4 separate regions of the Mus musculus genome follow, and all the other regions are linked to region 2. A link is a contact called in public Hi-C and HiChIP or PLAC-seq data. All regions are on one chromosome and are shown on one strand. The core of a region is the stretch at or near the end of the contact, and the rest is flanking DNA. Distances in the headings are between cores, read along the strand shown. Region 1 overlaps Rbks (ribokinase). Region 2 has its middle 9.1 kb from the start of Gm36732. Region 3 has its middle 21 kb from the start of Gm52771. Region 4 overlaps Rbks (ribokinase).

Region 1 (6,303 bases), core at 1,914-4,413, 520 kb after region 2:
CTACTCCAGTCTAATACAACATGTGCTGGTTGCAGATACAGCATGGCCTATTAATGAATACAAAGCTGTAGTCTCTTCAAATACCATAGATTCTCATCCAGTCTCCACACTTGGCCTTTCTTTCTTGTAGAGAACTGACTCACTTTGGTCCCACCTGCCATCGTTGGCCCCCTTCTTTATGGCCAGGCAGCCAGTCCTCACTTCACTTGTCTGAAATGCCTACCATTTGAAGTCAGTCATTTCTTTCCATCCTCCGGAAATACTGTTTCCTCAAATCTGGTCTTTTAAAGTCATGAAAACTTTTACCTAGAACAAATCTCATGTAATGCTTCCCATGAATAATACTATCACCATTGGCCATAGCATTATGGTGAAGTCATGCTTAGCCTCTCATGACACCAATGGAAATGGGGGCAAGATGAGCTGAGAGTTGATAACTGAGTCTAAGTGCTGAGTGGACAGGACAGGGAGGTCTACTTTTATATGATTGTGATGCTCCGTAATGAAACTTAAGCCCAAACTTAGTACTTAGCGCTCCATCATTTTAAATAGATGTTCTTTTGGACATTATGCATAAATGACACAGTATTCAGGAGAGTCTGCTCCTGCCCCACCCTCAAGGAAACAAAAAGGGTTCTTTTAGTACCAGAAATCCCTGCTTCCCTCTCCTCTTCAAGTCCCACACTTGATACTCACTAGAATCATGATAAACCTCCTGCTTCTTCTGAAACTGACAGAGAATCCCATACCCTTTCCTTCAGCCTGCCTGCTGAGTTCCAGTGTAAGTAAAGCTCTGCTGTGGGCCAGGGGACTATCCTGTGAATAGCCCCAATGCAGTACAGACACCAGCTGTCATTTGTAGTGCAGCTACAGCAACTGGAGAGGAGAGGAATTCTCTGGAGGAGATGTGCTGTGTTATAATGAAAACTGAAAGGAAAGACTGTCTTCCTGGCAGCTCACAGCTTGCTTAAGAGTAATCAGAGCTCTAATAATAACCTTTCCTGGTCTCTCAAGAATGTACACTGATTGCAATTACCAACGTGCTTTGTTTTCTTCTCCTTAAATTATAATAGTCTTACTTCTCGCTTGCCAAAAACTGGAGAAACCATCCATGGACATGAGTTTTTTATTGGCTTTGGAGGAAAAGGTGCCAACCAGTGTGTCCAAGCTGCGCGACTGGGAGCAAAGGCGGCCATAGTCTGCAAGGTAAGCCATATAGCATTGGGAAGGGGCCCAGGGCAAAGGCTGGTTCAAGCTCATTGTTTCTGTTTTCCTTCACAATTATATAATGAACACTTTACTGGTGATAGTGGTGGGTACCTATGGTACCAGCTGCTCATGATGCTGAAGGGTCAGGTTCAAGGCCAGCCTCAGCTACATAGTGAGTCCCTGTCTAAAGAAATATTACATTTTAGTAACACTTAGTGATCTGTGATGATTTGCATCTACTGTTTTCAGCCCGTTACAGAACACCATCACTCCAAAGGAAAACCTCTTGTCCATTTAAGCAATTTCTTCCCAATTCCTGGGGTCACCAATCTACATTCTGCCTCTATGAACCTATCCCCGATAGTTCATATAAATTGGCTGTGTAATATATGACTTTTGCTTTTGGCTTCTTTCACTGTTTTTGAGGCTCCTCCATCCATAACATGTATCAACATTACATCTTTTTTAATGGCTAAATACTATACCTTTATGTGGATAGCTATCCATCAGTGAGTGTGTTGCTGGACTCCTGGACTGTGCCCACCTTTCTGATTGTTTCTCAGTAGCCTGTGACTATGCATCCACATGCACCTCTCTGAGTACCTGTTTTTAATTCTTTTGAAGGTTTGTTTGTAAAAAAATCTAAATAAGAGTGATTAGGCTTTCTTATGCTTTGTGTGAGTTTCTCCGTCAGTGAATCCTCTGGGAAGCAGCAGTCCTCAAATCACTTGATGCTGTATTCTCTGAATCCAATGAATTTAGAGCCAGTGTATGCAATGTGAGAGGAATTAACCTGTTCCCTGGGGGTCTACAGTCCCACTTCTGAACAGCCTGAGTCACCCTGCACTCAGGGCCTCAGCCACAAACCAGCTCTAGGATCAGCCCCTCGTCATTAAGCCCGCCTCTCATCATCACCACTGTACCGTGAGTGCTAGCAGACTAGGTTGTAATGGCCACATATAATTGATCCTTGGCATCCTTCTGCTTTCCGTTGTATAGAGAAGGGGTATGTAACATCAGTAATCCTCTGAAATAATTGTATTTGGCTGTCAAAAGTTTCCAATTGTATATAGTTCATGTCATTTGAAGGTGGTAACATTCTGTTATTAGAAGGTAAACTTATGTGAGTTTAAGTATAAGGAAAGCTGAGTTTGAATCTGCCCAGCAAATGATAAGGAATAAAAAATTAGAAAAGCTGTCTCTTGTGAACTATATAGATTTTACAAAAAAAAAAAATCTGCAGAAATGTCATTTCTGCATTCCTGCAGCACTTTGCTCTCAGTGGGAGCCTCTAAGGGATGTGTAGACCATACAATTATCACTTCATCTGCTATTTCTCATTTATGACCAGCATATCATTCTCATGGCTATTTGGTCAGAAACATCACAGGAAAAACAAAATTCAAAATAAGAACCACCTCTATCATCAAGATTGGTCCATAGGGATTTAAAATAGTAACAGGGCCAATCTGGAAATAATTGTGTTCTAGAAATGATGCCACAGTGAGAGGGCATTGACAAAAGTTTTACACTGACTTATCCCGTCCTTGATTGGAGATGAGATCTAGGTAACTACCCAGTGATGCTCACAAAGGGGGCTCACACTGGGAAGAAGATAGGCTTTCCTGGCAGGAAAAAGATCGACATAGAATTGGTTTGGGAAGCTAGGTATCCAGAGTGGCTGTCCTAGGACGAGGGGAGTAGAAAAGACAATGGAGCCCCCTTCCCCTCTTGGAAGCTGTATATACAAAGTATTCCTGGGCCACTGAAGTCAGGATTCCATGGGCCCCAGTTCTCATCCTACTCTTAAGATTTTGAGATTGTTTTTATTTTAGGTCTATAGAATGGAAGGCAAAGATAGAAAAACAAAATAGAAATATTTGAGTTGTAGAACTAAACTGGGGAAGTGAGACATGAAATCATGTGATGGATGTGAGAGGAGCAGGGAGGGGCTGTGCTGCAGTCCTGAGGGCGATTGAAGGGAGGAGCAGAGGAGCCACTCTGCTCAGTGGAATGGATGGCTCCTGCCAGCACCTCATGCTTCCAGAGCATCTTCTGAGCTCTTTTAGTCATCCGTGTCTGCTCCACACAATTTAGTCCAAGCTTTTGCACAGGAAAACATAAGGAAACTGATTTCAAGGGAAGCTGGCCCAGGATAAATTTGCTTTTGTACCTTGGGACTCTAAGGCAGGGATTTATTTAAAACATTAAATTAAGAAAATTGTGTGTTATTCTTAGTCTCCTTGTTTTATTTTCTTTTTTGGTGTTGGGGAAGAAACACAGAGTCTCACAAATGCAAAGAATGCCTTCTGCCTCTAAACTTCACTTCTAGCTGGAAACCTCTTTTATTAATTGATTAATAAAGGGTTTCTTTTTGTAGCCCCTATTAGCTTTCAAGTCATAATACTCCTGCCTTGATGTCCTGACTGCTGGGATTATAGGTATGTGCCTCTTAAGAGTTCTTAAGGAGAAAAATAATAGACTTTTATAGCAAAAGTTATCCACCGTCATTATAGCTTCCATTGTGTTGTGTTGTCCTATGTTGTGTTTCTTTTTGGTTGTGTGAGATAGGGTTTCATAGCCCCTTGTAGCCTATGCTGGCCTTGACCTTGCTATGTGGTGTAGAAAGCCCTTAATCCTCCCACCTTCACCTGTCTGAAGCTGGGCCACAGGTTAGCACCAGCACACACACAGCTTGCAGTAGATTCTCGTCAGACAAATTAGCCACACTTGTTTTTTAGCAGGTTTTTTTTTTTTTAAAGATGACAAGTTCCAAATCAAAACCCAAATCATTACATTAATCAAGATAAAAATGAACAGATGGAGCAAAAGAGAAACTGGTAGAGAATCCCCTGTATTCTCTACGCAATGCTAGCTTATGTTCCACTGTGATACACTAGCTATCAGGCACTGACAGGAAAGATTGGTGGCACAGGCAGACCCAATTAGGAGTTATTTAGTAAGGTACTTGTCACAAAAGCAGGAAGCAGGGTTCTGTTAGTGTTTATTTCGTGACAAATGGATAATGGAGCACTCTACAGAGTTAAGAATCATGGATTTGGTACTCAGCTGAGTCGTGTGTTCAGGCTAAAGTCCAGTGATAACTAGAGACGGTGTTTTTGAAAATGAAAGTCTTCATCCCAAGGCAAACAGCCTGCCAGGGCCTCTCTCATAGACTTCTCCTGACGGGTGCAAATGCTTTCTCCACTTGTATTCCATTGAAGTCAAATGTTTATGAGGCATAAGTTCTTTCTAAACATCAAACCCTGGTCAATGCCTGTAATCCCAGCACGCTGGAGGCTATCACAGAGCCACTAAAAGTGTAAAGCTGCCCTCCCTAACCTGCATGCTGAGACCCTGTCTCAAAAATAGCAGGAGACTAGAGATGGCAGTGTGCCAAGTATGATGATCTGATCGCAATGCATAGAACCTGTGTTTAAAAGGTGGGGGGGGCAGTCTGGTGATATGTGTATATGTATAATCCCAGCACGGAGAGGCCAAGGCAGGAGTAGGGTTCACTAGCCAGCCTTGGAAAGTTACAGGCTTCGACAGCAGTGTCAGAAGCAGCAAGGGCAGGAGGGTTTCATGTAAGAGAGCAGTGAGGACAGGAGGGCTCCGTGTAAGAGAGCTTCAACAGCAGTGTCAGATGAGCAGCAGTGTCAGAGCTCCTTCATAACCAGAAGACCCTACAAGCAAGATCATTAGGTCCTGTGAACCTCCCTGGCATAAATCCATGTTGGAGCTGCCCTTTACCCATCCCTTTCAGCTGGAACAGGCTCACACAGATAGAACTGCCTCATATTATGTGTGATTCAAGAATAATGTCTGCAAAACAAGAAAACTGTTATAAGCAAAGCCTTATCTGCAGCTACAACGTAACTCCTGTGCTCAGGGTCATATCCCTTCATGAATAAGATAGGCTCAAGAAAATATACTGTAGAGTAACTACGACAATGTGATACTAATTAAACACCGTCCATGTGCAGGGCTGAGGGAAGGGCCGATAGATCCCAGGCTAGCCTCTCCACGCTGCGGGAAGACTCAATGGACAAATATGGAGTTGCAAACAGTGTAAGATGGCACTAGATTATGGTAGCAATCAGGAATGCTGTGTAGGAGTTTTGGAAATGAGAGGATTAATGAGCGCCAAAAGAGGGAAGGTAGATGTACGTTGGTGCTTGAAAAGCAGGTACAGTGTGAGTAGGTGGAGAGAGAAGAATAGACTCCTACGTTCTCAGAAGTGAACGCAAGGAGATAAACATGAACATATATACACACACGTCATATGTGTCCCACCACAGTCAAGTGACAAGGTCAAGTTAAAAATTACTCTACTCACAGCTCCAAAAATGAAATCTAATTATTTTGGCCAAATGTGAATTTTAGAAAGATAGAAGCAAATAAAAACAAAACAAAAACAAAAAAAAAAAAACCAACAATAGCCACAACCTCCCCAAGAGAGAACAACCCTGCAGCCCTTCTGAGCAGGGTTCAGCAAGCACATCTCTGTCGCTCGCTCTACCGTGTCTTCATCCCAGTGTTGGGTCCAGCCTGGCAGCCCTAATGGACTTTGCAGACTGTGCTTCCCCATCTCCTCTTAGCTGATCTACCTACAGAGCATGCCCAGGACTGCGATCTCACTGTCAGTCTCATTCCCATCTCTTAGACACACACAGCTCTCCAATCCTCTCCTAGCCCTTTCCTTCTGAAACCCAGCAGTCTTCCACGTGGCCCACACACTGGACTCGGCTCCCCGGACAGTGCCAGCTGTGTGCCGGCCGAGTGTGCTTTAGCTAGGAGTGTGTGTGGCCTGCCGGCCATGTGTGACCAGAGCATCGGGAAGCTTAATGCTCCTGGGAGGTGTTAACGTGCAGCCAGCGTTGGGAACCATTGGTTCCTGTCTGCCAGAGAGAACTCAAACCACTTCCATCCTCCAGCCTGGCTTAGATGGAAAATTTGAGGCAAAATGCAAAGCATTTTAATTAGCTTGATAATGGCAGAACTGAAAGAAGACTCCAAGTTCCCTGACTCCCATATGCACCAGTTGCCTCCTGGCCAAGATGCTTACATTTAAATTTCTCTTGTCAATTTGAT
Region 2 (7,004 bases), core at 4,144-6,643:
CTTTGATGAAACATACAGCAGTTCCCACCATGGCACGTGGTTGGAGATGTTTTTAGCCTTACCAATTTTCTCTGTGTAGAGAGATGCCTCTCTCTGCAGTAGGCAGAGATGAGCATCAAGACACAAGGGGGCATCACTTAACGCAGATGACTGTTTTGGCAAAGAAGCAAGTCATTGTATAATAGAAGTCAGAGTGTCAGACAGAACCTCATTCAGACAGACAGACATCTATGCATATGGTAGAGAACAGACTGTCACTTGTTTGTCCAATATGGTTCCAGACGACAACTGTTGTCCTGACCCAATGATTACTAACATCCCACCTCTTGCGGTGTCCCAGTTTGGAGAATCGACTACACAGTGCTGCCTACGAGGCATCAACTATGTGCCAGGGTTGGTGGCAGACCTGGGGGATGGGGAGGGAGATGATGTCCCAACTGCCACTCTCCAGGACTCACTGTTGCTGCTTGAGGACACAGACTGGGAAAGGAATGGAGAAGGTGGGGATGGTCACACTGCTAGAGGTCCCCTCAAGAACCTGCCAAGAAACATCTATGGATAGATCTATCTTTCTTGGTTTATTCAGAATTTTTAATATTTTAATATTTTTCCAGCTTTATAAGCTGCTTTAAAAAAAACCCAAAACAATTCACTATGTAGCTCATAGCAATTCTCCTGCCTCAGGCTCCCAAACACTTGGTTTTTTTTTTTTTTTTTTTAATTGCATGTATCTATTTGTCTCTGTGTATGCTGGGCAAACAGGTGTATGTTCTCTACATTCTGTATAGGGGTACACCTACAGATGAAGGTCAGAGGGGCAACTTGTGGGAACTGGATCTCTCCTTCTACCATGTGGGTCTCTTGCTCAGATTCAGGTGGTCCAGCTTAGTGGTAAGTGCCATCATAGGCTGAGCCGTCTAGTCAACACAAGCTGGATCATTACAGGCGTGTGCTGTGCGCTGCTACAAGTGGTGCTAATCCATTTTCTGGTGTGTGTGTGTGTGTGTGTGTGTGTGTGTGTGTGTGTGTGTGTGTGCCTATCCTAGAACCAGGGATGCTTTCGAGGTGCAGGTGTCTTAATGCCAAATCCCTTACCAGCAAGCCCACAATCCACTCTTCCAAGCCCCTGCCTTGTCTGTAAGCCTCCTTCTGAGTTAGATCCTCTCTGTGTCCTGCTCAGTTAACTTGAGGGCACCCTCTGGTGGGCAGCAAAGTCTCCTTGTCCCTCCGCCAATGTTACAGGGGAACTTTGTCCTGCTTCTCAGCAGAGCATGGCCTGACCCCATCCCACGATATCCTGGGTGACTGCATGAAAACCCCAGAGCTCCCCAGCACTGGAGGAGTTTTGCCTTATTTAGACATGGTGCCCTGGAGGAAGGAGAAAGGGAAGGAGGGGGAGGGGATGGCAAGTAGATAGGCACGAAGGAGAAGGAAGGAGGCTGGAGGATTCTGAGAACTAAGGGTCATGATGACATCATCACGGGAGGGTTTTGCTGGGGTCAGTGGGTGAGGGCGGGGCCCAGTGGCTGGGGCTCACGGTGACTCATTTATAGGAATGGGCTTTGTGTCTGCCGCAGTCATTTATTTAGTAAGCCATTAATTGTTTCGACACTCGTTTATTGAGTTGTTATTATGCTTCAGGCCCAGGACTAGGCTTCAGAAGACAGAGATCACTGCCAGGGCTGGGAGCTCACGGCCCAAAGGGGAGAGGCGAGGCCACTGCTATGTGTGGGTGTGTGCAGGAGCAGAGGGTCCTGGGACAGGCATTTCAATGCATGGCAGACACAGAGACAACAGAGGGGCACCATTGGAGGAGATAGTGGCCAAGAAAGACTCCCATGGGAAGGAAGGTAGGGGAAGGGCTCTTAAGGTGCTGGAGGGGAGGAAGAAGAGGAGGAAAGGGAAGAGGAGGGGAGGAGAGGGGGTCGGGGAGGAAGAGTATGTAGTGGAAGGTTGGAAGAAGGGCTCAGGAGGCATAGGGAACTGACAGGCACCTGAGACACAATAACAATGGCTAGATTTATGCTTGTAGGCTAGTGACATGGCCTGACCTGTAATGGTACCTGCTGCCAAGCCTGCTGACCTGAGTTTGATCCCTAGGAAAGAGAAAAGTTATCCTTGAGTTCCACATGTGCTCTGTGGTATATGAGTGAGCATACACACACACACACACACACACACACACTCACATGGGCTGAGGAGAAAACAAACAAACAAATGTTTTTACATGCACAAGGAAAACAGAAATGTTCTTGGAGAGGGAATGTCCACAAGATTCTAAAGTAGGGGACCCTGGAGGTGTGGCTACATCCTTCGCATTTGGGTCTGGCTAGTATGACCTTGGCAGACTGGTCCTTGCTGTAGGTGATGGTTCATAGACTTAGCCACACCAGCTTCATCCTTCCTCAGAGATAGCTCAGTGTCTGCCCCGATAAATGGAAAAGGTGAACCTTAATGGAGGGCAGAGCTTGGCAGACCCCACAGTCAACAGCAGTAGAGTCAGAGTGACTGCAGTTTGTGGCCACCTGAAAACCCTCCTGTCACACCTGAGGATGCCCTGCTTGATGTCTGGACACAGCTCCTGAGTGGTCATTGCTAGTATCATGGGACATCCTTAATAATAGGCAAGCCCAAGTCACTCATTCGTGGCGAGCCTCGGTTCTCAGGCATGCCATCTGATTCCAGAGGTCCCTTTTCCCAAATGGGAGACGTCTGCTTCTGTGAAGAGACTGCCACACTTTGTCCCAGTCCTCCACGTCTCTGGGGAGATCACTGGGCTCCTCTTCTAGTAACCAGACCACAGGAGGCCATAGACTCCAGGAGGGACTTTCAGCCTTGAGATTTTTTTCTTCAAACAGGCCCCGGGTGTTACGGTGGCTTCTTCAGGGGTGTCCCCAGACCCTGTTCTTCCAGAAGTGTGAAGCCACCCCACCTGGCCTTGACCATCACTGCCCACTTCTTCCAGTCACTAAAGTCCCAAACATATTTGTGCTCCTCCTGCTACGATTAATTGGGGTCTATTTCAAGGGAAACTCAGTAGTCTGCCCACTTCTGATTCACACCCATTGAGCTCATCAAAACCAGAACAATTTGGTAATAGTAATAGCTTCTTGGTTTACTGGACGCCCTCTGGGATCTGTGAAAAAAAAAAAAATCTCCGTTCCTCAGAAACAGGAAGTTTCAACAGAAGGAAAGACAGTTGCAAAAATCAACAACATTTGAATTGTCTCTGCCTGTTGGAGAGGTGTGTGCGTTCAGTGTTCCAGTCCTCTGGTCAGCAAACAATCAGCACCTACTGTGTGCAGGGCTGGGAACACAGGGGATTTTAAAAGGAGAGCTTCTGTTTGGGGAGGGTTGCAGTGTCTCCCAGAAAACCATCTTGGGTGCAGAGGGGAGGGGCTGGGGCCTGGGGCCTGGGGCCTGGGGGACTGGCTGCAAACTCACACAACAGAAATTTACTTTATTGAAATTCTGGAGGCCTTCCGAGATTACAACCAGCCAACTTTCCCCTTGTCTTTCCCTTGTTGTTCCTCTGTTTGTGTCCAAATCACAAGCCGTGCGTGGTAGCTCACTCCTGTAATCCCAGCACTGAGGAGGCAAAAGTCAAATACCACAAGTCTGAGCCAGCCTGAGCTACATATAGTGAGTTCCAGGCCAGTCAGGGTTACACAGTGAGAGTTTGTTTAGAAAACCAACAATACAATAAAAGGATATTGGCCACATTGGAGTAGGTAATTATCTCTTTAAAGGCCTTTTCTCAGCTAGGCACATACCTGTAATCCCAGCACTCAGGTTGTTAGATATTTAGGGTCATCTTCACTTATATATTGAGCTTTAGTCTAGCCTGGGCTACATGAAACCCTGTCTCAAAACAAAAAAAACAAAAAACAACCCCCCCCAAAACCCAAATAAGTAAATAAATAAACCATAAATACAAAATAAATGGCCTTTCTCTAAATACTGTCATATTCAAAGGTCCTGGGGCCTTTGGTCGCAATATGTAAATCTGGAGGAATAAAGGCAATGACCCCCTGCCAAGTCTTTCTGTTTCATTAGTGTCTGCAGTTAGAATCCTGAATGAGGTCATCACAGGGCTTTCTATAGAAGAGTGGCAACGGCCACAAAGCCACCAGACCTGGGTTCCCATCTTGCTCCTTCACTTAAGTATCAAGACGATATAGCCCCAGTTCCCTCAGAAACATGAGGAAGATGACATCGGCATCACAGGCAACATAGGTGATGATCCATCCAGAAAGTTCTTTAGTGTAAGCGGCAGTGTCAAGCCCAGGACACAGAGAGTGCGCACAAGATGCAAGGTCTTTTCCTAAGCATGGTCTTCTCCTGGAGATTCTTCCCACAGGAAACTAAGGATGTTTCCTAAGACCTCTCTGGAGAGGAATCAGGTAGGAGGAAATCTAAGACGCAAAGATAAGTAAGATACCAGGTCCCCTGTCAGCTGACAGGGGACCTTAACCCCTCAAGCTGGGGGCGCTAAGACATTAGGGCACCTTGCAGACTATGGGCAGAATTACTAACCTTTATTTGACTCAGGATCTTCTGGTCCAGTGCTGTGTCCAAAGGACTCTAAGCTAGGTGTGGTGGTGGCTGCCTATAATTTCACAGTATTAGATTAAAAGCAGCAGAATTAAAAGCTCAAGGCCAGCCTTGGATGTTATAGGAGCCTGTCTGGAAAACCAGAGGACTGGGTGTGGGGATGGGGGGTGGGGAGGCCAGGGGGTGAGGGGGGGCAGAGTGACTCTATTTCAAAGGTCTGTCCTGAACTTGAAGCCCATCCACAATCACTCACTCTTGGGATTTCAAAGTATGACGGAAGAAACAGGGTCAGGTCCAGGTTGAGCCCAATTTGGAATCTCAGAGAGGAAAAGAAGCCAAAGTTGGCAGGGACTTCATGTCAGAGGAAATCTTCCTAGCCCATAGTGAGGCCGGACTGGGAAAGAAGGGCTCTGCTTTCGGATCCCAGCCTTGTATTTCCTGTTGATGGAGCACTGGGAAGCCTATAGGCCAAAGTGGGAATCAAATACTTGATAGCATGCGTTATCGTTACTAAGTCTGATCAGAGTCCACTGGCCCCTCTTCTGGCTAACACACTCCCTGGATACTGGGGGTGGGGTGAAGAGACAAGTCCTGGCAGCTTTGGATTCTGCTGTCCCTACACTGCCAGCTCGATGTGTAGCCGCCCACTTCAGAGCAGAGTCAGGGTGCATCTTTTCTTAAGAAGTGGAGCATTTCCTGTTTTGGAGGAGGAGGGATGGGGCTCTTCCTGGACCACATTGCCTCTTCAACCCCTCCACCCCCCCCCCACCACACCTCCCTCCCTGAGTTACTCACTCCTGGAAATAGGGCTGATGACATCGAGATGAGTCAGAGGCTCACGCGCGTCATGGCCCGACTGCTGGGAGGGTGAATGAGTTCAGTGCTCCCTAGACCACAGCCCTAGATGTGCACCAGGAGTCCAGGCAAGGCAACAGGCCTGGGGGCGGTGTACATGTCTGTACTTGTGTGTGTGTGTGTGTATACATGTGTGTATATGTGTGTGTGCGCGCAGTTGTGTGTGTACGTGTGTATATGTGTATGTGTGGCATGGCAGGAGGAGGCTAGCCTTTATTTAGCAATGAATTACATACAAGCCCTCATCCATTGCTCTCTCTTCCTAGCCCCTGAGTGATGCTAGCCTTTCTCAGCAACAGGTAACAACCCTAATGTCTTTCTAGGCAAGTAGGCTCAGAGGACTAACCCCTTGGAGAACTACCTGACTTCTTCTGACCAAATTACCCAGCTCTGCCCCAGCACAGTGAGGTATAGCAGCAGTCCTGAAACTGGTGGTCTAGCCTCAGCTTCTTTAGAAGGGCCCCTACCCCAGGGATTACCCTTGCAGGGATATGTATTCAGTGAGGGGGGGTGTGTTTATACTTTGAGGGATGCCCTAATTCACAGTGTCAGTCAAACACACACTTTAGGTCTGTTTTCCGTTTTCCATGTGTCGCATTTTGGAACATTTAGCGGACATAGGATCACTGCAAAGGAATGTATTAATTCAATGCATTTTGAAATGTCTCTTTAACATTCTTGGAGTTACAGTGCAAGCTGAGCATACTAATAGAGGCAAAACAACACGCAAGCTAGACTCTCCTGGCACTTGGTAAATAGGGCTGAAGTACCAGTTTCCCCATACCTAACATGGGTGTAGCCAGGGCACAAATGGTATGGAAAATAACACCAGGACCGTGAAGCAGGAGGCAGCCCCACCTCTGAGTTCTCTCTTTTACCCTCCCCAAACAGCCACTGCTCCAAACATTGCTCCTCACAGACCTTGAGGACTGCTGCTTGGACCCTTTAGGATTTCCTTCCAGTTGATCTAAACGAGAATGGAACGAAACCTCTCAGGATAGAGGGGTTAGAATTCAGAAGAATGCATTTTGATTTGGGTATGGGGCACACACCTGCGATCCTGGCACTTGGGAGGCTGAGGAGAGAGGATTATTGATTTGAAGTTGGCTTGAGCCACATAGTGAGATCCCCTCTTTCAAAATGAACTGATTGATGGCACTTTGATATCTCAGGCATGGGCTAGGACAGCAAAGAGAACGAGGATTCAACTCTCCAGGGCTCCCCTAGTGTCATGTCATTAGCTCCAGTGCAATCAGAGGGGACAGACTGTCCCCAGCTCACATTCTTCAGTGTCAGGCGGGGTTTACTAGGGATGTCCTACAGGGTGGGAAGAAACCGTGAGTAATCTACTCAGTGTATAAGAGGTAAAATTCTTTCCCCTGTAACCCAGTGAAGACTCCTGATGCTAGAAAAGTTAAACAAACAAACAACTCCATTGGTAGAGTCAGGATCCCTCATCTTTCTTTGTGTAAAACATGATTTTTCAGGGGTTCACTGGGGTGACCTGTCCATGTAAATTTCTGCTGGAATGGCCACTGTTTCTGCCCAATGAGCCTTCAGAACGTGGCATTCTCTGGGTTGAGCTTAGATCAATC
Region 3 (6,292 bases), core at 613-3,112, 520 kb before region 2:
CCTAAATGGAACCCCTAACCCTAACCATTAACCCCTACCCCCTAACTCCTAAACCTAATTCACAGACTAACCCTAACCCTAACCCTGAAATGAAACCCTAGCCCTGAATCCTAACCCTGAACTGTCACCTTCACATTCACACTCACCCTAACCTTAACCCCCATAACCCTAACAAACCTATCCCTAACATCCTAAATTTAACCCTAACCCTAACCCTAGAAGTGAACACTAACCTTGAACCCAAACGCTGAACCCTAACCCTCACATTCACCCTCACTCTAGCCTCTCTAGCCCTAATCCCAAGCCTAGCAACCCTAACCCTTAACTCTAACCCTCTAATCTTAACCCTATAAGCCTAACCCTAACCCAAACACTAACCATAAAACTGTAACCCTAACCACTAACCCCTAAACTCAAACCACCCTCTAATCCTAAAACTAACCCCAACCATAACCACATGCGCCATATAACCATGTGGCGCCACCACACCTCTAATCCCATGACCTTGAACTCGGAGATCTTCAAATGTTTAAATTTTTAAAATTCATTTATCTAGTCATTTCTTTTCTTTCTTTCTTTCTTTCTTTCTTTCTTTCTTTCTTTCTTTCTTTCTTTCTTTCTTTCGTCCTTTCTCTTTCTTCCTTTCTCTTTCTTTCTTTCTCTTTCTTTCCTTTCTTTCTTTCTTTCTTCCTTTCTTTCCTTTCTTTCTTTCTTCCTTTCTTTCCTTTCTTTCCTTTCTTTCTTTCTTTCCTTTCTTCCTTTCTTTCCTTCCTTTCTCTTTCTTCCTTTCTCTTTCTTTCTTTCCTTTCTTTCTTTCTTTCTTCCTTTCTTTCTTTCTTCCTTTCTTCCTTTCTTTCCTTTCTTTCTTCCTTTCTTTCCTTTCTTTCTTTCCTTTCTTTCCTTTCTTTCTTTCTTTCCTTTCTTCCTTTCTTTCCTTTCTTTCCTTTCTTTCTTTCCTTTCTTTCTTTCCTTTCTTTCTTTCCTTTCTTTCTTTCTTTCTCTTTCTTTCTTTCTTTCCTTTCTTTCTTTCCTTTCTTTCTTTCTTTCTCTTTCTCTCTCTCTCTCTTTTTTCTTTCTTTCTTTCTTTCTTTCTTTCTTTCTTTCTTTCTTTCTTTCTTTCTTTCTTTCTTTCTTTCTTCTTTCTTTCTTTCTTTTTGCTTTTTTTCGAGACAGGGTTTCTCTGTATTGCCCTGGCTGTCCTGGAACTCACTCTGTAGACCAGGCTGGCCTCGAACTCAGAAATCCACCTGCCTCTGCCTCCCGAGCGCTGGGATTAAAGGCGTGCGCCACCACGCCCAGCCATTAGTCATTTCTTTAATTAATTTAGTCTTGGTTTTTTTTTTCGAGACTCAGCTGGTATTTTTTCCTATTTTTTTGTCTCCCCCCCCCCCCCCCAGAGCTGAGGACCGAACCCAGGGCCTTGCACTTGCTAGGCAAGCACTCTACCACTGAGCTAAATCTTCAACTCCTCCTATTTTTTATTTTTAAATTTTTAAAGGTTTAGATTTATTTATTTATTTATTTATTTATTCAGAATTATTTCTTTATTGAATTTTTTTTTTTTCTGAGACTGGGTGTCTCTGGGTTGAACCCCGAGACGGTTTCTCTCGCGCGCCACCCGGTGGCGACAAGTTGTCACTCCAACGCTCCGCTCCGGTCGGTGTCAAAGGATATGGATTTGCCTGCGGTCAACCGGCCAGCCTGAGGGAAGGGCGGGCAGTCGAGCGGCTTCGACCCGGTGACGGGGTCGCGTTTTAAAACAGTAGGTTACCGGGAGATTGTATCTGGAGCTACACAGGTGGGACCTACAACTCCCACCTTGCCTCGGTGCTTTTGTGATGTCACTTCCTGTAGCAAACAGGAAGTAACACCCGAGGCAGGAAATGACTACAACTCCCAGCATGCTTAAACACTAACTTCCTGCGCCAGACAGGAAGTTCCTCCGTTCCCAACAGGAAGTGAGTTCTTCTAGGGAAGAACTCGGAGCGTCAGCGACGACGAGGATTTCCGGTTTTGAGTTCGCTGCCCGGAAACAAACAGGGCATGCCGCATGCGTAGTTCCTCTCCTTGCCGAACCCAGTTTTCCTGGTCCTCTCCGCGTCGCCACCTCTGAGCAGCGCGACCTGATCTCCGGTTTCCCCGCAGCGACTACCGTTACCCCCGGCGACTCCAGTGACGTCACCGGGTCAGGTCCTGACCGAAGAGCCTTGGGCGACCCGTCACCACTCCTCGCCTGTTGACGTGTGCTGCAGCTGTACATGTGTACATGTGTACATGTGTGCCTGTTGTGTGATGCCAATGTACATGTGAACATGGGTCCCTCGTATGTGATGCTGCTGCACATGTAAATATGTGTGCCTGATGTGTCATGCTGTTGCACATGTTTACATGTGTGCCTGTTGTGTGATGCTGCTGTACTTGTGTACATGTGTGCCTGGTGTGTTATTAACCTGTAAATGTATGCCTAGTGTGTGTTGCCACTTTACATGTGTGCCGGGAGTGTGATTCTGCTGCACATGTGGACATGTGGGCCTGGTATGTGATGCTGCTGCACATGTGGACATGTGGGCCTGGTATGTGATGCTGCTGCACATGTGGACATGTGGGCCTGGTGTGTGATGCTGCTGTTCATGTGTCCTGGAGTTTGCCTGGTGTGTGATGCCACTTTACATGTGATCCAGGTGTTAGATGATGCTGTACATGTGTTCAGGTGTGCCTGGTATGTGTTGCTGTAGCACATGGGTACAGGTGTGGCTCTTTATGTGATGCTGCTGCACATGGGTTCATTTGTGCTGTGTGTGTGATACTCAGTGTGACACTCAGATACTCATGCAAACATCAGCTTTTATTTGTATGAGGGACTTGTGCCATGAGAATTTTTGAGAATTTTAGGAATTGTTCTGACCTCTCAAGAACATCAAATAAATAGTAAATGACTGAGATAGCAGAAGCAGCAGCTTTATTACCTCAGAAATAGTTGCATGGCCTGTGAACCACAATGGCTTGAATTTAGCTAGTTTTGATATCCACTCCACTGCCTTAGGCACATCCCAACGTTCACTGACACCCATCATCTGCAAGGACAGACTTCTCACTTCTCTGTAGAGCCATGGTTCCAGAGAGAAGATGCCTTAATTTAGTGCAACCTACTGCTTAGGAAGACTCTTCTGGCATTTCTTTTGCTAGTGTCTACTCCAGAGTTCTCAAAAAAGGATCCAAAGTGCAGACATTGGGATTAGAAATCTGGCTTCAGATCTGAGCCATATGTGAGGGAAGAGATGTGAATTGCTCACAGAACTGCTGTGATGTCTACAAGTGCCCTGGGCTGGATTATGAGATGTGCTGACTCAGGGATGTGTCCATGTTAGGTAAGCACTTTACCACTAAGCTATAATATTCACCCCCATCCTGATGTCTTTTGTTCCAACCAAGAAGGAGCTAGAGAAAGTATCCAAGGAGCTGAAGGGGTTTGCAGCCCCATAGGAGGAACATCAATATGAATTAACCAGTACCCCCAGAGCTCCTTGGATCTAAACCACCAATCAATGAAAACACATGGTGGAACTTGTGGTTCTAGCAGTATATGTAGCACAGGATGGTCTAGGCAGTCATCTGCCGCAGACCCTCTGGATCCCTTTGTCTGCGTGGAATGGGTCTCTAGTTGCAGGTGGGTAAAGGGTGCATGAATTGACAGATAGATGCACACAGGAGAGGTTCTGTAGAATCTGAATGTAATGTGTCAAATCGAGCATCAAACTTTTTATACAGAAGACAATAAGGAAGTTGGGTGACACACTCGCAAGGTACAAAGAGGTTACTGGATTCTTACATAAAACAGAGGAATACAAACACAGAAGGTCTAACAGGAACCACCTGGGATAGAATTCATTGTTAACAACTGGGATCAAAAGGAGCTCCACCTAAGATTCACTTAATCTTAGAAGCTAGGGTCAAGGGCTTCGTGCCCTTTCCATAGTTCCTATTTTAGTCTATTGTATAGTCCACCTTTCCCTTAGGCCATTGTAAATACATGTGTATGGGTGTAACTCAGCTATCTATAGTTCTAAGTATCTACTCTGGTTTCTCCTTAGGTCTGAAATTTCTTCCTAGATGATGGTAAATTCCTATGTAGGGCAGTGACCTAGCTTTTATTCAAAGTGATACCAGAGGCTATTCTGAATGTCACTGAATAGGCAACATTCTTCCTGGATTCCAAGCCCTTGGTCTGCTCAAGGACTTTCTAGGATATTGGAACACTGGCGAAGGCTTTGGCTATGTCAGAATTAAATCTTAAAAGGCATTTATAATAGGATAATTCTAAAAGAGAGCATGTGGATCCATACACTAGACTGACTCGGGAATGGAATATTAATGTATAGGTTAGAGAGAATGCCAGATTCCAGGAGTGAGTTTCCGTGAAACTTTCTGCCTCGTGAGTGGCTTCCAGGCCTCAGCCAGAGTGTGTGGCAGTCATCAGTGGGAGGAAAGGCCCTAGGTCCCGTGAAGGTTCTATGCCCAAGTATAGGGGAATTCCAGGACTGGGAATGGGAGTGGGTGGGTTGGGGAGCAGGGGAAGGAGGAAGGGATAGGGGGTTTTCGGAGGGGAAACTAGGAAAGGGGATAACATTTGAAATGTAAATAAAGAAAATATCAGCTGGGCGTGGTGGCGCATGCCTTTAATCCCAGCACTTGGGAGGCAGAGGCAGGGGGATTTCTGAGTTCAAGGCCAGCCTGGTCTACAGAGTGAGTTCCAGGACAGCCAGGGCTATACAGAGAAACTCTGTCTCAAAAACCAAAGAATAAAAAAATAAAAATAAAGAAAATATCTAATAAAAAAGGAACATGGACATTTTAATAACTTATGCTAGTCTTGTGATAGGTAAACTCTCTTTTTAAAAGCTATGGGGTCTGATCAGTTTTAGTTTTAGCTTTTCTACAGAGCTAATTAAATCTCATCAGAGCAAGAGACCATATTTTTGCCAACCTTTCAGTTGGATCCACTGAGTGCTTTATTATTTTTTTTAAGATTTATTTTATGTGTGTGAGTACACTGTAGCTGTCTTCAGACACACCAGAAGAGGGCATCAGATCCCATTAGAGATGGTTGTGAGCCACCATGTTGTTGCTGGGAATTAAACTCAGGACCTCTGGAAGAGCAGCCAGTGCTCTTAACCTCTGAGCCATCTCTCCAGCCCGAGTGCTTTATTTTATTTTAAGCATATGAGTGTTTTGCCATAATGTGCGTCTGGTGCCAGCAGAAACCAAAAGACGGCATCTGATCAATGGTACTGGAATTACAGCTGGTTATGAGGATTAGAACAGAACCTGGATCCTCTGCAAGAGCAGAAAATGCTCTTAATCACAGAACCATCTCCCTAGCTCCTTATTTTATTTACACAGTGTGTGTCTCCTCTCATGTATATGTGTATGCACACACATGAGTGGAAGTTAGAGGACAACTGTGGTGGTCAGTTCTTTCCTTCTACAATAATGATCCTGAAGACTGAACTCAGGTTCTTGAACTGGACAGCTGGTACCTTTAACTGCTGAGCCATCCAATCAGCTCCCCTCTTATCTTTTGAATCACATGCACAGTCAACACTGAGTTTGTTCAAATTGACTATTGCCCACCAGGTATGTGACATATTAATAAATACTCACTAATGAGACAACCATGCTACTTGGCACTTAATAAGTTTTTCTTTCATTTAATTTTTACCAATACCCCATAAGACAGCTCTGTTTTACATTAAAACGTTACCCTGTTTTACAAATTAAAAACTGGCTTATAGAGAAAGTTAAGGAAGTCACTCAAGACCAGTAGGCCAAGTTGGTGGTAATTTAAGTCCAGGCCTTGCCTTTCAGGCTTTGGCCTTCTCATTATCATACCACCTGGAAGCCAGAGAATTGCTGGGCAGAGCTTGAGATAGGGCTCACCCTTCTGCCATCAACCTCATTACACTTACAGAAGATGGACAAGGACATGAGATTCTATAAATAGTCTAAGTGGTAAGTGTTCCTTTACAGGATACTCTGAGAACCACAGTATAGCAGGCTCAAGATCAAATTTTGTCATAAATTATTTGAATGAGGGTGACCTCATGAAACAAAAGCATTGCTATTTCATGTATAATGAGGCTTCTGATCTTACATTAAGTACTCCAAAAATAATTTTAACTCACAAAACAAGCCTTATTTTTAAAATATAAAAAATATGATTGTGACTCTATACAAAATATTTTTCATATAATAAAAACTATAATACATAGGAATGATAAATCCTTTTCTTTAT
Region 4 (6,691 bases), core at 2,648-5,147, 560 kb after region 2:
GAAAGGCCTTGCATACTTGTACAGTACACTGCAGCCTCGATGAAAGGTGATAACCCACCATAGACCCTGAGTACCATCCACCTGAGTACCAATGAGTGAGCCCACAGAAAGAGAGCACTCCTTATTCAGTACATCGCTCCACATCTGTCTGGCTATGTGTGCAGGCTGGCAGTTTTCTAGATTACAAAACCCAGAGCTTGCTTTGTGCACTGGTCCAGAGAACCCAGGCACCACCACCGTTGCCACATAGCTGCTTCCTCTACAGGCAAGGGCTGGACTGTGTGAGAAGAGTGGTGGGACTGGGCCATTCCAGATCATACTGCTTCTGGCAGGGTTTACACCCATCCATCCTTGTCCCTGAGTGACCATTCCTGGAGGAGACATGCATTCTCTTATAGATTATAATCAAATTTTCTTTAGAGTAAGCATCTTCTGTTAGGAGCCTGAACTACTAAGCTGCTAAGGGCGCTTACCCTCTTTTTTAACATTTTCCAACTGTTTTTGTAGCTAAGATGAGCTAATCACTCCTACTGTCCTGCCTAGCAACATCCCATGCTCAGAAGCTGGCTTAGAAGGTCCTTTGTGAGCAGGGCCAACCTCAGCATAGAACAGCAGCCCTGTGGGGACAAGTGAGAAGCCCGAGCTGCTTCTGGAGATTAGTGACCGGCTTGAGAGCAAGAGTTGCTGCAGTCCGCTGTCTCTAGGACTGCTCTCCAGAGCATGGCAGACTCCTCACCACCTACAGTGAAGACATCCAGAGAAAGATGAAGTCAGAGGTGAGCTGCTCCTTATACATTAGTGGAGAATGAAATAATTATCCAGTGTTCCATTTCAAAAATCCTCATTTCACAAAGACTACAATAAAGAAGATCAGGTCACTGAGAGTGAAAGGTGTCTCTGAAATGCAGAAACCCACTGACATTCTACTGTAGCTCCCTGTGATGGTCTGTATATTCCTGGACCAGGGAGTGGCACCATTTGGATGTGTGGCCTTGTTGGACTAGGTGTGACCTGGTTGGAGTAGGTGTGTCACTGTGGGTGTGGGATTAAGATCCTCACCCTAGTTGCCTGGAAGTCAGTCTTCCACTAGCAGCCTTTGGATGAAGATGTAGAACTCTCAGCTCTGCCTATGCCATGCCTGCCTTTGATACTGCCATGCTCCCACCTTGATGATGATGGACTGAACCTCTGAACCTGTAAGCCAGCCCCAATTAAGTGCTATTTTTATAAGACTTGCCTTGGTCATGGTGTCTCTGTTCACAGCAATAAAACCCTGACTAATACACTCCCCTTAGGGGCTGGATAGTGGCTCAGTGGTTCAAGCATACATGCTTTTACTCTTCCAAAGATGCCAGCCCCTATATATGGTAGCTCACTTCCGCCTGGAATAGCCGCAGGAGAATACAACACCCTCTACGTGCACATACACACATCATACACATACACATAGTTACATTTAAAATAAACCTTTAAAATGGTCCTCCTGGCAGTTGGGAGATGCCTCAGTCCTCAGTAGAGCAGAGCACTGGCTGCTCTTCCAGAGGACCTGGGTTTGATTCCCACACCACATGGGGACTCATAAGTGCCAGTTACTCCAGGTCCAGAGGATCCAACATCTTCCTCTGGCCTCCACAGACATCAGACACATACATACAGTATGCACACACACACACACAGGCAAAACATTACTACACATAAATAAATCTATTTGTTAACTAGCCCTCCTTGTCCCAAGAATGACATCTAGAAAAGTCTCTTAAGACTGTGCTGCCAGAGGCTGCCAGAAAAAGACGAGGATTACAGAAGATTCTCCGGCTATGAGGAAAGGACAGGGGCAGAGCAATCACTGAGGCAGCTGACAGAGAGCACGAGCGACATCTGTCATGCCCTGAAGGCTGCCTGAGCTGTATTGCATTGCTTCTACATCAGCAGACCACCTCATTTATTAGCTAATCAGGCAGAATTCAGTACTTGAAATTATCCTTCCTAACCCTGAATGTGATCAGTTGAAAACCCAGGCTCTAACAATCTAATTGTAATTGCTTACCAGAAATGTCATGTTCTTGTTGAAGAACTGAACCAGGGCCAAGCGTGGGCTTTTTTTCCTGTCTTCCCAATACAGAAGAACTGAGTTTACACAGTGCTGCAGGGCGCTATACTTTAGCAGCCCTGGAAGGCATCTGAGACCAGGCCTGTCTCAGAGATAGCCCAAGTGTGGCCACAGAGAAGAGTGGCATGGGATGGAGAAGGAGCAGTCATTTCAGCATCAGTCCAAATAAATAAAATAAATGTTGTCAAACTGCAAAGCCCAGAACGCTGAGCCTGCCATGCCCGTGGTCTTCACTGTTGCTGATGCAGGTGTGCAGGGCAGTCAAAAGGCAGGTGTGTGCGTCATAGACCTGAACATCTGCTTGCTTGTGTAGGAAAATATGACTGCACACTATAGGTTGTACTCTGTGCAACGATACTGTTAATGGTATAAACAAAGAGGTGTGTATGTGTATGAGTGTGTTTACATAATGTACTACAGTGGGTCTCAAGATTCTCCTACCCTCATCATCTCCGAGGACAGGATTGCAGGGATTGTGGTCACATGATACCATACCAGATTTTTAGTTAGGTATGGTGCCATAGACCTGTAATCCCAGCATTTGGGGAGTAGAAGTAGGAGGATTAGGAGTTTAAGGTCAGCCTCAGCTACGTATTGAGTTCAAGGCCAGCCTAAGCTATATAAGACCCTGAAGCAAGCAAGCAAACAAAAAACCTGTATTGAAATTCCATTTGACCCAGGAGATAGTGGTGCACGCCTTTAATCCCAGCATTTGGGAGGCAGAGGCAGACTAATCTCTGAGTTCAAGGCCAGCCTGGTCTATAGAGTGGGATTCAGGACAGCCAGGGCTACACAAAGAAACCCTAGTTGTGGGGGAGGTGAGAACTTCCATTTGTCCCCAGTCTGAACAGCTGCCCTTAAGAAATCAAACAACAGGGACCAGGGAGATCTGGAAAGTGGTTCTCACCAATGTATACTTTAAAAGCCAAGTGTGTGTTTGCAATGCTAGTCCTAGGAAGGCAGAAGCAGGCAAAGCCTTAGGGCTCACAGGCCAGCTTACTCCACCTGTGGGTGGCAGAGGACAACAAGATGGACATTTTGTGGGAAAAACAAACTTCATTCCGTTGGTCTCTGTGGTTTTCAAATGTTTTGGGATCCTGATTCACCTTATGACTGAAGCCAGTTCCCACAGAGTAAACCCAGCCATGGTAATAGAGGCAGAAGTGTAACAACCAAACTCCAAACACAAGTGGCTGCGTGTGTCTTTCGTAGGCTTGTGTACCTGCCTTCTGGTAATTCTCTCTTCAGCAGACAGGCACTGAGAACAGAAACCTACCTTCACTTAAATACCTGCTGGAATGTAATAATAAATATACTAAAAATGAATAGCATAGAATGCATATAAATAATGAGTAATAAATATCCATCGTTCAAATACCTCCCAGCACAATACTCAGGTAGTTTCCCTCTAATGCATACTTTAGAGACCAGCTCCCTTCTGACTGAAACAGGCTCCATATAACCATTCCTGTCAGAGACTGTGAGGCAGGGCATGCTGGATTTGGGTTGTGTAGACAGACCAGGTTCAAGCCATTGGCAGTGAATCACCCGCTCCACCTTTCAGCATAGCTAGAGTCTGCAAACAATTTTGCCCAGTCCCTTCACTGTCCTCACAGTGTAGACCTGGCTCAAGAGCAGGGGGTGAGGCAGTCACTGTGAGGAAGTGGGGACATTATAAATAACCCAGAAAGAAACCCTCTCCTAACAGCAACTGCTGCAGAGCTTGTGGCCTAACAGCTCAGGCGCAGAAAGGCCATGAATACAACATTGTGCAATGACTAATTACTCTAAGCCCTGTGCATGAGTAGAGGTGCGACCTGCGGCTGCTGCTCAGGCTATCAGATGCCTTTGCTGTGTGCTAATCCAACGGCTCCGTATGTTTAGCAGTTCTCAGAGAACAATGATAATAGTTCAAACAGAAGAAAGCAGCTGGTGGAGAGGAGCGCTGGGCAGAGACGGTCTCAGCAAAGCCTGTAGGATACCAAGTCATATTGGAGTAACTGGTTTCTGTCTAGAATGCTGGAGTCACAGGAAGAAAGACTGCTGACCACAGAAGGCAAGGCCAGTCTTTCTAGCCCAATGAGTCACTATCGGACACTTTGTTTTTAAGTGCCATTTATTCGCAGATATGTAAAGTTGTTTAAGCACAAAGCAGATTAACAGTGCAAGAAGAATAGGGCTTTTCTTCTTCTTTTAGCTTGCACTCAGGATTCCTTCCCTCCTTTCTGAATTATAGAATGAATTCATTTACCGCAGACATTTTTGGGCAAATAGAGGTCTTAGCCTATTTTCAGTCTCCATAAGCCATTTTTCTCCTTGGCTTCCTAGACTGCAGGCAACAGGCAAAACAGCTTTCCCCAAATTTCTACCCCCAGCACAGAGTGAGTTTCAGGTAGAAAGTGAAGCTAGAGAAGGGTTCTCAGAGATTGCTGAATATATGGTGTCCCTTTGGGCTCCAGCTTGGACTGGAAGTAGGGTGAGGGGCACGAAGGGGTACAGGGTTGTCTGCTGTGTATGTTATTGGATAAGTCTGCATTTTATATGAGATCTTTTGGATGCAAGTGTTACTTCAGACCACCCCATCAAGATGTTCCAGAATTGGTGTGACTGGCCAGAAAGAGGCCATCACTGACTGGTGAGGCTGAAAGAGAACCCCAATACACGGGCAGGCCCATGGGGAGCCAGCAAATGACCTCTGTCAATCCAGGAGCCATGTGTCACCAATCAGAGGGCAGCCAACCTGAACACCACAGCCCTGTACACGGGGAAACCTGAGAGCTCTCAGAGTACTGTATCCAGCAGGGGCTTCTCTTGGCTGTGACTCAATTTTAAATAAAATCCCAGTGATACGGTTGTTATTATCACCTGTTATCTTACAAATAAAGGCAGGGTACCAACAAGCGAAGAATCTAGAGCTTTTTGCTGCACAGTAGTTGAAGTATAATCAATGTAGTGAAAACAGGGAGACCAGTGTCCCCTTTAATCTCACCTCGGCCTCTTTGGGCCTGAGAACACTGGAGCATTAGCTCCCTTTGGTTTCACACTTGACCTCCCATTCATCCTTCTCACCCATCTAAATGAAAGCAAGCCTCAGCCCAGAAACCCTGTTCCAGATAGAAATACATAATTCAAGAGAAATACTGATGTCAAAGAAGAGGCACACCAATCTGTGTCAGCGCTCACTGTAAATTAGAGAGGAGTACAGGGAGAGTTTAATGTAATGTAGAATGGAAATTAAAACAGAGCCAATATTTAGGCATTCCTCCGCCTCCCTTCCCCTGCTGTGACACAAAGCATTGACTTTCTCTCTGCCAAGCACTAATGTCATATGTTGTGGGGTTTTTTCTTTCTTCTTCTTTTTTCTTTTTCTTTTTTCTCCTACTGGGATTCTTCTCTAAGTGAAACGTTACATGTTTGTCTCTGGCATCTAAAATTTGACCTTTTCACCTGTTCTGTTCTGATCACAATAGCAAAACTCAGACTTTTCCCTGTCTTCCAATCTACACCCCTCATGTTAGCAGCAGAGAACGGCCCCCTGCCTGCTCAGCTTCACTCTTCCCTCTTCCCTGACACCGCCTAACAACGTGGCCTTTCTGTGCTCTCTTTATCAGAAGCTGAAAAAAATAAAATAAAATAAAGGTTGACAATGAACATTTCGCAGTGGGAAGCTGGGCAAAGTGTTCATGTTCTCCCGACTCTTCAGCGTATCTGGGAGAGCCTCCCTTTCCTAAAGGCCAGTCAGGAAAAGTCACAGTTTTCCTCAACCAGCCTGGTGCAGCAGCACGTCTGGTGGTCAGGGAGCAGAGGCAAGAGAGTCACAGTGAGTTCAAGGCTAGCCTGCTCTATCTGAAAAAAAGTAAAAACAAATCAAAAGAGATCCGTATGGAGCCCTCTATCCTGTTTCCTGCCATTGTTTTTGACCAAATGGTGGAATTCCGCAGTGTGATCCTAGACCTAAATGACTAGACTTGGTTTTTAAATGAGTCACTGTTTCCAGAAGTAAATTCCTTTGGAGAGTGTCTCAGCCCACAGCATCAGTACCACCTGGGAACTCATTAGGATGCAAATCCCAAGCCCCACCTAAGGTTTAAAGGATCGGAAGGTTTGAGGACGGAGCACAGCGATCTCCAGTTTAACCAGCCCTCCAGGCTATTCTAGGGTCAAGATGGAAAACTCCAAGCTTAGAAGATGTACATTTGCTTCCACTGAAGACACCCAAAGGGGCACCATATATTCTGAAGGAATTCCAAAAACACTTTCAAAATATTTATGGGCAAAGGCCAAAGCCTTTTCCAGGTGCTGAGCCTCAACCAAAGACATCCAAGCTGCCTCCTCACCAGTCTGAGCTAGCTGGAAACCAGAAGCCGGCCTGTCTCGGGATTGTAATGAGACTCATTTGAATCACATCTGTAAACATACCCAGTAGGCAGACAAGAAAGCAGGAGTCTTCTTCACTTTGCAGCCAGGACTGGGGCTGTGAGTGAGTGAGCACTGTGTCTGGGACAGGCAGAGGGGCCTGTGTAGATCATTTCCCTGCCCCAACTCACTTTCTTGTCCAGCCAATGGCCTGCTGGGCTGGGC

Evidence for each region. A called contact is a pair of places that touch in the nucleus more often than the background predicts. HiChIP or PLAC-seq counts read pairs in DNA pulled down with a chosen protein or histone mark.
Region 1: a Hi-C map of bone marrow-derived macrophages shows a contact between it and region 2, with 19 read pairs. The contact joins two enhancer-like sites. A contact is called at or near these places in 5 of 39 promoter capture datasets (the 3T3-L1 cell line, embryonic stem cells, hippocampal neurons and 2 more), 3 of 484 Hi-C or Micro-C datasets (bone marrow-derived macrophages, cerebral cortex and liver), 2 of 115 datasets of contacts at active chromatin or transcription factors (fibro-adipogenic progenitors and vascular smooth muscle cells) and 1 of 9 other capture datasets (embryonic stem cells).
Region 3: an HNF4G HiChIP or PLAC-seq map of pancreatic cancer cells shows a contact between it and region 2. The contact joins two enhancer-like sites. A contact is called at or near these places in 3 of 115 datasets of contacts at active chromatin or transcription factors (T-cell acute lymphoblastic leukemia, large pre-B cells and pancreatic cancer cells).
Region 4: a contact with region 2 is called in a Hi-C map of bone marrow-derived macrophages, with 20 read pairs. The contact joins two enhancer-like sites. A contact is called at or near these places in 3 of 39 promoter capture datasets (the 3T3-L1 cell line, liver and pre-B cells), 7 of 484 Hi-C or Micro-C datasets (bone marrow-derived macrophages, embryonic fibroblasts, muscle stem cells and 1 more), 13 of 115 datasets of contacts at active chromatin or transcription factors (the HPC-7 cell line, the NIH/3T3 cell line, acute myeloid leukemia and 6 more) and 2 of 9 other capture datasets (adipose tissue and embryonic stem cells).

Annotation. Positions count from the first base shown.
Region 1 is chr5:31,668,216-31,674,518 of GRCm38.p6, reverse strand. It overlaps Rbks (ribokinase), which reads left to right. Exons shown (of 8, transcript NM_153196.1): 2 at 1,074-1,206. Among named protein-coding and RNA genes, the nearest start is that of Mir3473e, 4.0 kb to the right of the region's middle. Within about 2 kb of position 3,163, at least 7 of the 459 cell types and tissues checked have an H3K27ac peak or open chromatin away from gene starts, as enhancers often do. A contact at or near this core is called in bone marrow-derived macrophages, where this site is marked.
Region 2 is chr5:32,190,615-32,197,618 of GRCm38.p6, reverse strand. No RefSeq gene overlaps it. Among named protein-coding and RNA genes, the nearest start is that of Gm36732, 9.1 kb to the right of the region's middle. Within about 2 kb of position 5,393, at least 142 of the 459 cell types and tissues checked have an H3K27ac peak or open chromatin away from gene starts, as enhancers often do. A contact at or near this core is called in the NIH/3T3 cell line, bone marrow-derived macrophages, embryonic fibroblasts and 2 more, where this site is marked.
Region 3 is chr5:32,709,726-32,716,017 of GRCm38.p6, reverse strand. No RefSeq gene overlaps it. Among named protein-coding and RNA genes, the nearest start is that of Gm52771, 21 kb to the left of the region's middle. Within about 2 kb of position 1,862, at least 390 of the 459 cell types and tissues checked have an H3K27ac peak or open chromatin away from gene starts, as enhancers often do. A contact at or near this core is called in pancreatic cancer cells, where this site is marked.
Region 4 is chr5:31,634,302-31,640,992 of GRCm38.p6, reverse strand. All of the region lies in intron 7 of Rbks (ribokinase), which reads left to right. All of the region lies in intron 2 of Gm38424 (a long non-coding RNA gene), which reads right to left. Among named protein-coding and RNA genes, the nearest start is that of Mrpl33, 24 kb to the right of the region's middle. Within about 2 kb of position 3,897, at least 95 of the 459 cell types and tissues checked have an H3K27ac peak or open chromatin away from gene starts, as enhancers often do. A contact at or near this core is called in the NIH/3T3 cell line, bone marrow-derived macrophages, embryonic fibroblasts and 2 more, where this site is marked.